2 separate regions of the Anas platyrhynchos genome follow, and region 1 is linked to region 2. A link is a contact called in public Hi-C data. All regions are on one chromosome and are shown on one strand. The core of a region is the stretch at or near the end of the contact, and the rest is flanking DNA. Distances in the headings are between cores, read along the strand shown. Region 1 holds the start of TBC1D14 (TBC1 domain family member 14). Region 2 overlaps KIAA0232 (KIAA0232 ortholog).

Region 1 (3,719 bases), core at 1,186-3,685, 63 kb before region 2:
ACCTCCCAGAAGGCAGATAACGAGAGAAAGGGAGACAAAAGAACACAACAGAGGCCACAAGTAGCAAGGACAAGGTAGGTAGGGGTCGTTTACACATTAACTTCTCCTGCATTAAGAGCTGTGGGGCACCAAAGAAAGTCAGAGTTGTAGCCAGGCCCAGAATTAAGATCAGGATTCTTGCAATGGGTACGTGAGCTGCACAACTCCTTGCCACAGTACCCTGTCTGATCCTAGGAGTTTACATGTAAGTTCACAAAAGAAAAAAAAATCACTAAAGATTCCTACATGCAAAGAAGCTCAGGAAATCCTTGAACTGCAAGTGTCAGGGCCTCAGGAAAACATCATTAAACATTAGCCCTGCTTACTGGCTTCTTTTGCAGTTAACTTTTTCTGTCTGGTAGGTGGGTTTTGGTCCAAGCCTGTAAGGCTGTCCATACGGCCCTACATCACTGAGATTCTGCTCAAGGTATGTAAGGCACGTCCTGACAACAGCAGAGCTCTGCAACGGATTGTGACTTTCCACGTCACCCAGCCATGCTGTAGGAGGAAGTCACAATTGATTGTAACTTCTAAAACATGTACCATAGTTTTTTGACCTGTTTTATTGTAAATTCTTAATAAAAATGTTAACACCATCAAACTGTCAGAATAAAGCAAAGCTCAGAAAGAAGCCAACGCAAGTCAAGTTCTTTTAAACTTGCAGGGACTTGCAACATGCCTTCGACAAAGAACTAGTTTCGAAGGTACGGTATGACAGCAGCCCAAGAACCTGCCTTTGTATCTCCTTGCCTCGCAGGAAGGAGAAGAATGGTTTACGTATGCTGCTCAATTATAAAAGGGTTAACATTTTTATCACCTCATCTCCTCAACACATCTCTCTGCCAGCTTTTTTTTTTTTTCTTTTTAATTTTTAGGGTGAGGAACTTCCTCAATTGCAGAAACTCGCAACTGCTTTTTAATTCTTAAAAGGATTTTTTTTTTTTTAAGTGAAAGGTTTAAACTCTTTATGCAGCATTTCTTGATGTATTAAAAAGAAACAGGCTGTACCTGACTGCTACCAAGGGCTGGGGAGCACCAGCCCCAGCCGTGTTTGCTGGAGCTCTCCCCGGCTCAGGCTGTGCTCACACCTTAGCAGCCCCAGCGCTGCCAGCAGCGAAGCACTCCCGAGGCTACAAAACAGCTCGGCTTCCCACACCGCCAGGACAAACAGCGATTACGGCTACACACGCAATCGCTGCCAAGACCATGACGGCAAAAAGACGAGAAACAACTTGGGGTTTTGCACTGAGCGCGCGTTTATCCCTCTCCCAGCCGGCTCCCCTCAGGAGGGGCGAGCTGTGCTGCTGAGCAGAGCACCTCAGAGGCAAACTGCTGAGGGCTTTCCCACCTTGCTGCTGCAGCAGGCAGGCAGCACAACTGAGTCACAGTGTTTCACTGAAGCCTCCGCTCCAGAAGCAGTTTACAGGGCCTTTTTTTTTTTTTTTTTTTTTTTAACACCCCCAGTATTAGTCAAAAACGCGAGGCCAGCGTTAAGTTGGCAGCAAGAACTTCAAGCCCCGCTGCGAGGTCCCTCAGTGTTTGGTCTCCGGGAATCGCCTAAGAGGCTTGGGTTGGAGAGATGAAAGTTGTCCCCTTTCCACAAGCCTTAGGTCTGCCTCAGCGCTGCGAACAGCTCCTAGCCGGTAGCCTTGATGAAATAATAATAATGAAAAAAAAAAAAAAAAAGGTAAAATAAACACAGCACCAGCCAAGCAACCTCCGCCTTTCCCCAAAGGCCTCCAGCCCACCCCACGGGGCCGTGCAGCTCCTCCAACTTTTTAAGGGCCCGAGAAGCCGCCCCCGAGACCCCGGCCCGGTCACCCGGGGCCAGGTGCCACAGGAACCCTGTCCCCCACAGGGACCCCCCCAATGTCCCCTCGTTCCCGCAGCCGTCCCCGCTCCGTGCCCTGCCTCACACTAGCCCCGGGCAGAGCCGCGCAGAAACTTGGACGCCTCACCGGTGCGGCGCTGCCCTCCGTCGCTCTGCTCCTGCTGGGCCATGCCCGCCCCTTCCCCGCTGCGGCACTAGGAGGCGGCCGGCGGCTGCTCCATCGCCCCTCGCCGGCCCCCGAGGAGGAGCGGCGGCTTCAGCGGAGGGGAAGCGGCGCAGCCCTCGCCCGCCGGGTCCCCTCCGCGGGCAGCGCCGAGCCTCCCATGGCGCCCGCCCCCGCGGCGGGCACGGCACCTGGCTGCGCCGGCGGGACAGGTGCCGAGCTCCTGACGGGACTCCCCGCTCTCCCTGCCTCCTCCTCCTTCGCTTCTTCTTCCTCCTCCTCCTCCTCGTTCTCCTCCTCCAGCCCCAGCGCCGCCCGCCGGCCGAGGGAACGCCTGCGCGGTGGGAGGCGGGCTGGCACCCGGGGGAGGCGGCCGCTGGCCGCCATTTTGAGACGCCTCCAGCCATGGGGAAGGGGGGGGACCCGGGGAGGCATGGCCCGGGTCGCCTCAGGCGCAGCCCAGGCCGCGCCGGGTTGTGGGGTCAACCTGAGGGGGCAACGAGGAAGGGTTCCCCTGGAGAGGGTTCTCTTGTACCGAAGGCTCCCCCCAGGCAGGGGGCTGTGAGGTGATGGTGGTGGGATGGCCCCCGGGGAGGAGATGCCAGCGGGCTGGATTTCAAAGGAAAACAAAATTTGGTGTTTTACACTAGTTTGGTACTGTGGGAAGTGTCGGTCTGGGGGTGCATCCGTATTTCTGTGGAACCGGGCCATAATGCCAGAAGTTGAGGCTCTAGGATGATGGATGGTATTCCAGCATGTGTATATTTATGTTTCCATTCTCTTAGCTTTATTTGCCTTCTTTTACCCCATCTCAAAGTGCTCGGATGTTTGCATCACCAACACAACTCTCAGTGCACCCACACACTGAATCAAAGGGGTCAGAAGCACTCGGTATCTCACAGGAGTAGAGCTCATGTTTCCTTCTCATGTTTGAAACTCATCCTTTTTTTTTTTTTTTTTTCTTTTTTTTCTTTTTTTTTTTTTTTCTCCCAGAAAAAAAGGTTCTAGGTGATCATGTCTATAGATTATGTTAAGATACATTAAGGTAGCAAAGCAGTCATCCACCTTAAGAGCATATGTAAATACGAACTTCTCATAATCTCACTCACACGTGTTGAGTCTACCATAAAGCTGGAAGTTTGAATGGAGCAAATGCAGGAATATCTGAACTTGTATTAATGTAATTAGTTAAATAACCAGAGCAAAGCCACGATTATATGAGCTTTGATGTGGGCAAGTTACACCTGAATAAATTGTCAGTCTGAGGTGAACTTGTACTGAAGTACTTGCCACTGTGACCCCATTGACAGCAATCCCATGGTATCAAGATGAGAATTAGCACATTATCAAGATGAGAAGAAGGCACTTATCAACAACAACCAAAAATTATACTTCTGCATGGTTCAGAGAGAGATAAATTTGAGGATTTGTTCTGCTGGATTTGTAAGATGAATATCAGAAAGAATATGAAACAGTTAAAATGTCACATTTTTCCTTATCTTAGAAAATCATACCAACCTCTGTAAGACACCTTTTTTATTACCTTTAAAACAGAGTAAATAAAAGAAAAACTCCTTTGAAACACTATAATACAGTGTTATAGTATAAAGTTATATGTATATAGTTTATGCAAGAGATACTATGTTGGAAGATACACCAATTCCTTTTTCAGTATTAATATTTTCC
Region 2 (3,580 bases), core at 277-2,776:
GAGGGAAAGTTGGTTCTTTTTTCCCCCCAATCGTTTTTAATCTTGGAAAACAGTGAACAAAGCCAAACCACAAAACCCACTGAATTAATCTAAGGTTGCCTCATCTGTATTTTATCAGCACCAAGAGGCCCCTGAAAATTACACATTTATATGGAAAGGTTCTGAACAAACACCTTTAAATGAAAAAAGTAAATAGACTTCATGCTTTAACAAGCCTTCCTAAAGATATACCTAATATCAAGACTTAAAGGAGCAGAAAATATTGGAATAGAAAAAAAAAAGTGCCTTATTACTGTCCTTTCAGTAAACTAAAGGACAAGACTGCTTCTTGTAGATCATAAAAATATAACTTAAAATGAGGCAAACCATTTGCAGAGTTAAGTTCACAATACCAGGGTCCATACCCAACTGGAAAAAAATAATAGGATCTACAATAGGATCTATTTCTTTGCACAATCTGCAAATAAAGACTCTCAGGCAACAAAGCTTTCTTACACACTGCTGTGCACCTTCTACAGAGAAGTCAGCCTCTTAGATAAAGCTACAGATGCCACCTTCCTCCCTCCCTCCACTCCCAGGAGGGATAACCATCACACCTGGGCCTCCAGAGCTTCATTCTGGATGTTCACAATTAGACTAAACCTTGTCACACAGTAGTTGTCCTAAGGGTTGTTTACACAAAATTTCCTCTAATAATTGGTGAAATGTGCCAGCACATGCCATAGTTTACAATTAAAAGCTCTCGTTTTTGAAAGTTGGGTTTGCTTTGCTTCCATCTCTGACAACGTATGACAATTTTTCAAGGAATGAAAAAGCTATTACAGAATTCTTTCTTTAAATGTGAGTATCAAAGTCCACACTTGTTAAGCTGAACATACATTTTAGCAGTACTTTTCCCCAGAATAGTTTTATTAAAAGCCAGCAAACAATCCTTCCTCTCCCTGACAACTACACGTGGGTAAATCTGCAAATCCTAATTAGTATAAATTGAAAGTGAAAATTTTATCATGTGTGGTCAATAACATTCAAAGTTATGAATTCACCTTAGTAACTTTCAATCCCCCTCTAGAAGACTGACCATCAAAAGTACCGTCCCATCATATGATGGTAACAGAAGTCCACATTTTCTCTGACGTATTATGGAGGAATCATCAATTTTACCGTCATTTGTTTTGTTTCTTTCAGTGAAAAATCTCAACAAATCCTTAATATGCAAGCCAAACAGTCACACACAGGGGAAAGCACTGTCAAAGCCCAGAAACAAAGCCTATTTAAAAATCCAGTGAACAATGGAATCTGTGTCCTTAATGAATTTCACATGGCATTTAAAAGACATGTGAATCCAGAAGAAGCTGTTATTTTTTAATCACATTCTTTGTGAATCTAAGAAATTTGGCTGTGTTGTCTTCAGAGCAAGGACAGCCTTTTTTTGTGTTGGCGACGGTTGATGTTATTGTACAACAAATAGAGCAGGGACTCAATTCATGACTAAGGCTCTGAAACACTATCGTAAACCAAAAAAATTGATAATGCTTGTGCTGGAAACTAACCTCTCCCTCCATCCCATTTCAGACAATTTCTGCCACAAAGCTTCAGAAGCCTTGTGTCACAATAAGCACAGATTAAAACACCCAAGTGGAATGAAAGCAAGGAGTGCTAAAGTAGTCGCAGACATACACACAGCTCTTTTAGATATTTAGGATTAACTTTTATATATATACTGAGAAATGCACGAGTGGTACAATTTTGTTTTCACAATGGATATAGGTTCTAGAGTACCTCAGTCATATCAGAGAAGCACACACGGGACAGAAACCAGTGAGTGGCTGTCACTGCAAGATTTTTTTTCCTTGAATAATCTGCTCACCTATTTTCATAACGCTTATCCAAATGAAAATCTGAAGCTGCTAATCCTGTGTAAATGCTTAATGGAATTACTCAAAGAATTCATGAGTTACCACATAAGCCTCATTTTCTTAGCGAAGAGAAAGAACGCAGATATAACCAAGATGACACAAAGGAAGGCACGAGCACCGTTCTGTAGGATTTTGCACTGGGACCTGTGTTGCTTAATAAATTCATAAATGACCTGGAAGATGGGGTAAGTGACATAGAGAAGAATTTAGCAAGTTACAGCAAGCTAGCAGGGACTATGAGCACAGAGCAACTGAAAAACTGCAGGACTTTATGAAACTGAGCAACTCGGCAATAAAAATCAAACAAAATTCCACGTAGATAAACTTGAAGGGAGACCAGGCAGGAATAAAACCCTCGTGCTACTACTAATAAGCTCCTTATACAAAACAGTGAGCTTTGAGCTCACTGCTCACCGCAGAAACAAGCTCCTAAGTAGTATGTTGGAAATTTCATGAAACCAGAAACGAGGAGCCAGCAGCAGTTGAAAGACCAAACCACATTACAAAACCAAAGCCATCTCTGGCACCACATTCACGTTTTGCCCACTCGCTGTACGCTGCTGCAATGGATGCACCTTTAAATTATCCCAACCTGTGCTTAACACACACATACATGAACGGTGAGGAGCATGGGGTAGAGATTGCACTGGCTTGGCCTGGGCTAGAATTAATTTTCTTCACGGCAGCTCGTATCCTGCTATGTTTTGGCTTTGTGACCAAACCAGCCTTGATAACTGGGGTGCTGGAGCTATTCAGAGCGGCGCTCACACCGTGTCAAGGGCTTCTCTGGCTCTCAGGCTGCACGGCCAGCAAGGAGGCTGGGCTGGGAGGGGGCAGACCCAGGACAGCCGACCCAGGTGGCTGAAGGGATGTCCCATGCCGTGTGGTGTTGCACTCAGCAGTAAAAGTTGGGGAAAAGATTTGGTGATGGGGGAACGACACAAAGACGTTGGGAGTTGGGGCATCTGTGCTCCCATGTACCCGTTACTCATGAAGGAACCCTGCTTTCCTGGCAATGGCAAAACATCTGCCTTCAGGGGGAAGCAGCGAGTTCATTCTTTCTTTTGCTTTACCCATTGAATTGCCTTATCTCAGCCCACAAGTTCTCTCCCTTTTACCCTTCTGATCCTCTTCCCCATCCTGCTGGGAAAAAGCGAGCAAGTGGCTGTGCGGTGTCAGCTAACCCACAGCAGCTCACAGAGCCTCGGTCCTGTGATATCAAAACAGCCGTGCCCTCCCTGGATAGGGACTGACTGCAAGAACTCCATACAAAACTTCACACAAGAGCTATGAGGAATTCCTTGTCAGATTCTGAGGACACAAAACATACATATTTAGATGAGCTCCAAATAAAATTGAGGAGAGGACCCTCAGAAGTTTCCAACTAGGCAAACCACACTGGGCTCAGGAAATCCCTTAAGACTGAGAACAGTGCGGGGCAGAGGTACTGTTCGGGAGAGGTATCCCAAATATTCCCCCTGTTCATTTTTCTTCTGCAACAGCTCACTTACAGATGCTGCTGCAGACAAGTACCGGATTTGACAAAGCCTTTGTCTGCACCAGTACAGTTGTTCTCATAAAACATTCATGTTCACCATAATACAAGAACACCACTCCAAAGAAAAGGAGCTGGAGGAGTTCAATTAGCTGATCCACTCGCAGAG

Evidence for each region. Hi-C and Micro-C count contacts between places; a contact is called where the count stands out from the background.
Region 1: a contact with region 2 is called in a Hi-C map of small yellow follicle, with 1.7 times the contacts expected there. The contact joins the promoter of TBC1D14 here to the enhancer-like site in region 2.

What each region holds. Positions count from the first base shown.
Region 1 is chr4:67,878,077-67,881,795 of IASCAAS_PekinDuck_T2T, reverse strand. TBC1D14 (TBC1 domain family member 14) reads right to left here and starts at 2,435. Exons shown (of 14, transcript XM_027457429.3): 1 at 2,225-2,435. The coding sequence starts at 2,420. LOC140002510 (a long non-coding RNA gene) reads left to right here and starts at 3,003. Exons shown (of 2, transcript XR_011809257.1): 1 at 3,003-3,719.
Region 2 is chr4:67,813,952-67,817,531 of IASCAAS_PekinDuck_T2T, reverse strand. The region is part of intron 1 of KIAA0232 (KIAA0232 ortholog); the gene reads right to left. Among named protein-coding and RNA genes, the nearest start is that of KIAA0232, 11 kb to the right of the region's middle. Within about 2 kb of position 1,526, at least 4 of the 8 cell types and tissues checked have an H3K27ac peak or open chromatin away from gene starts, as enhancers often do. A contact at or near this core is called in small yellow follicle, where this site is marked.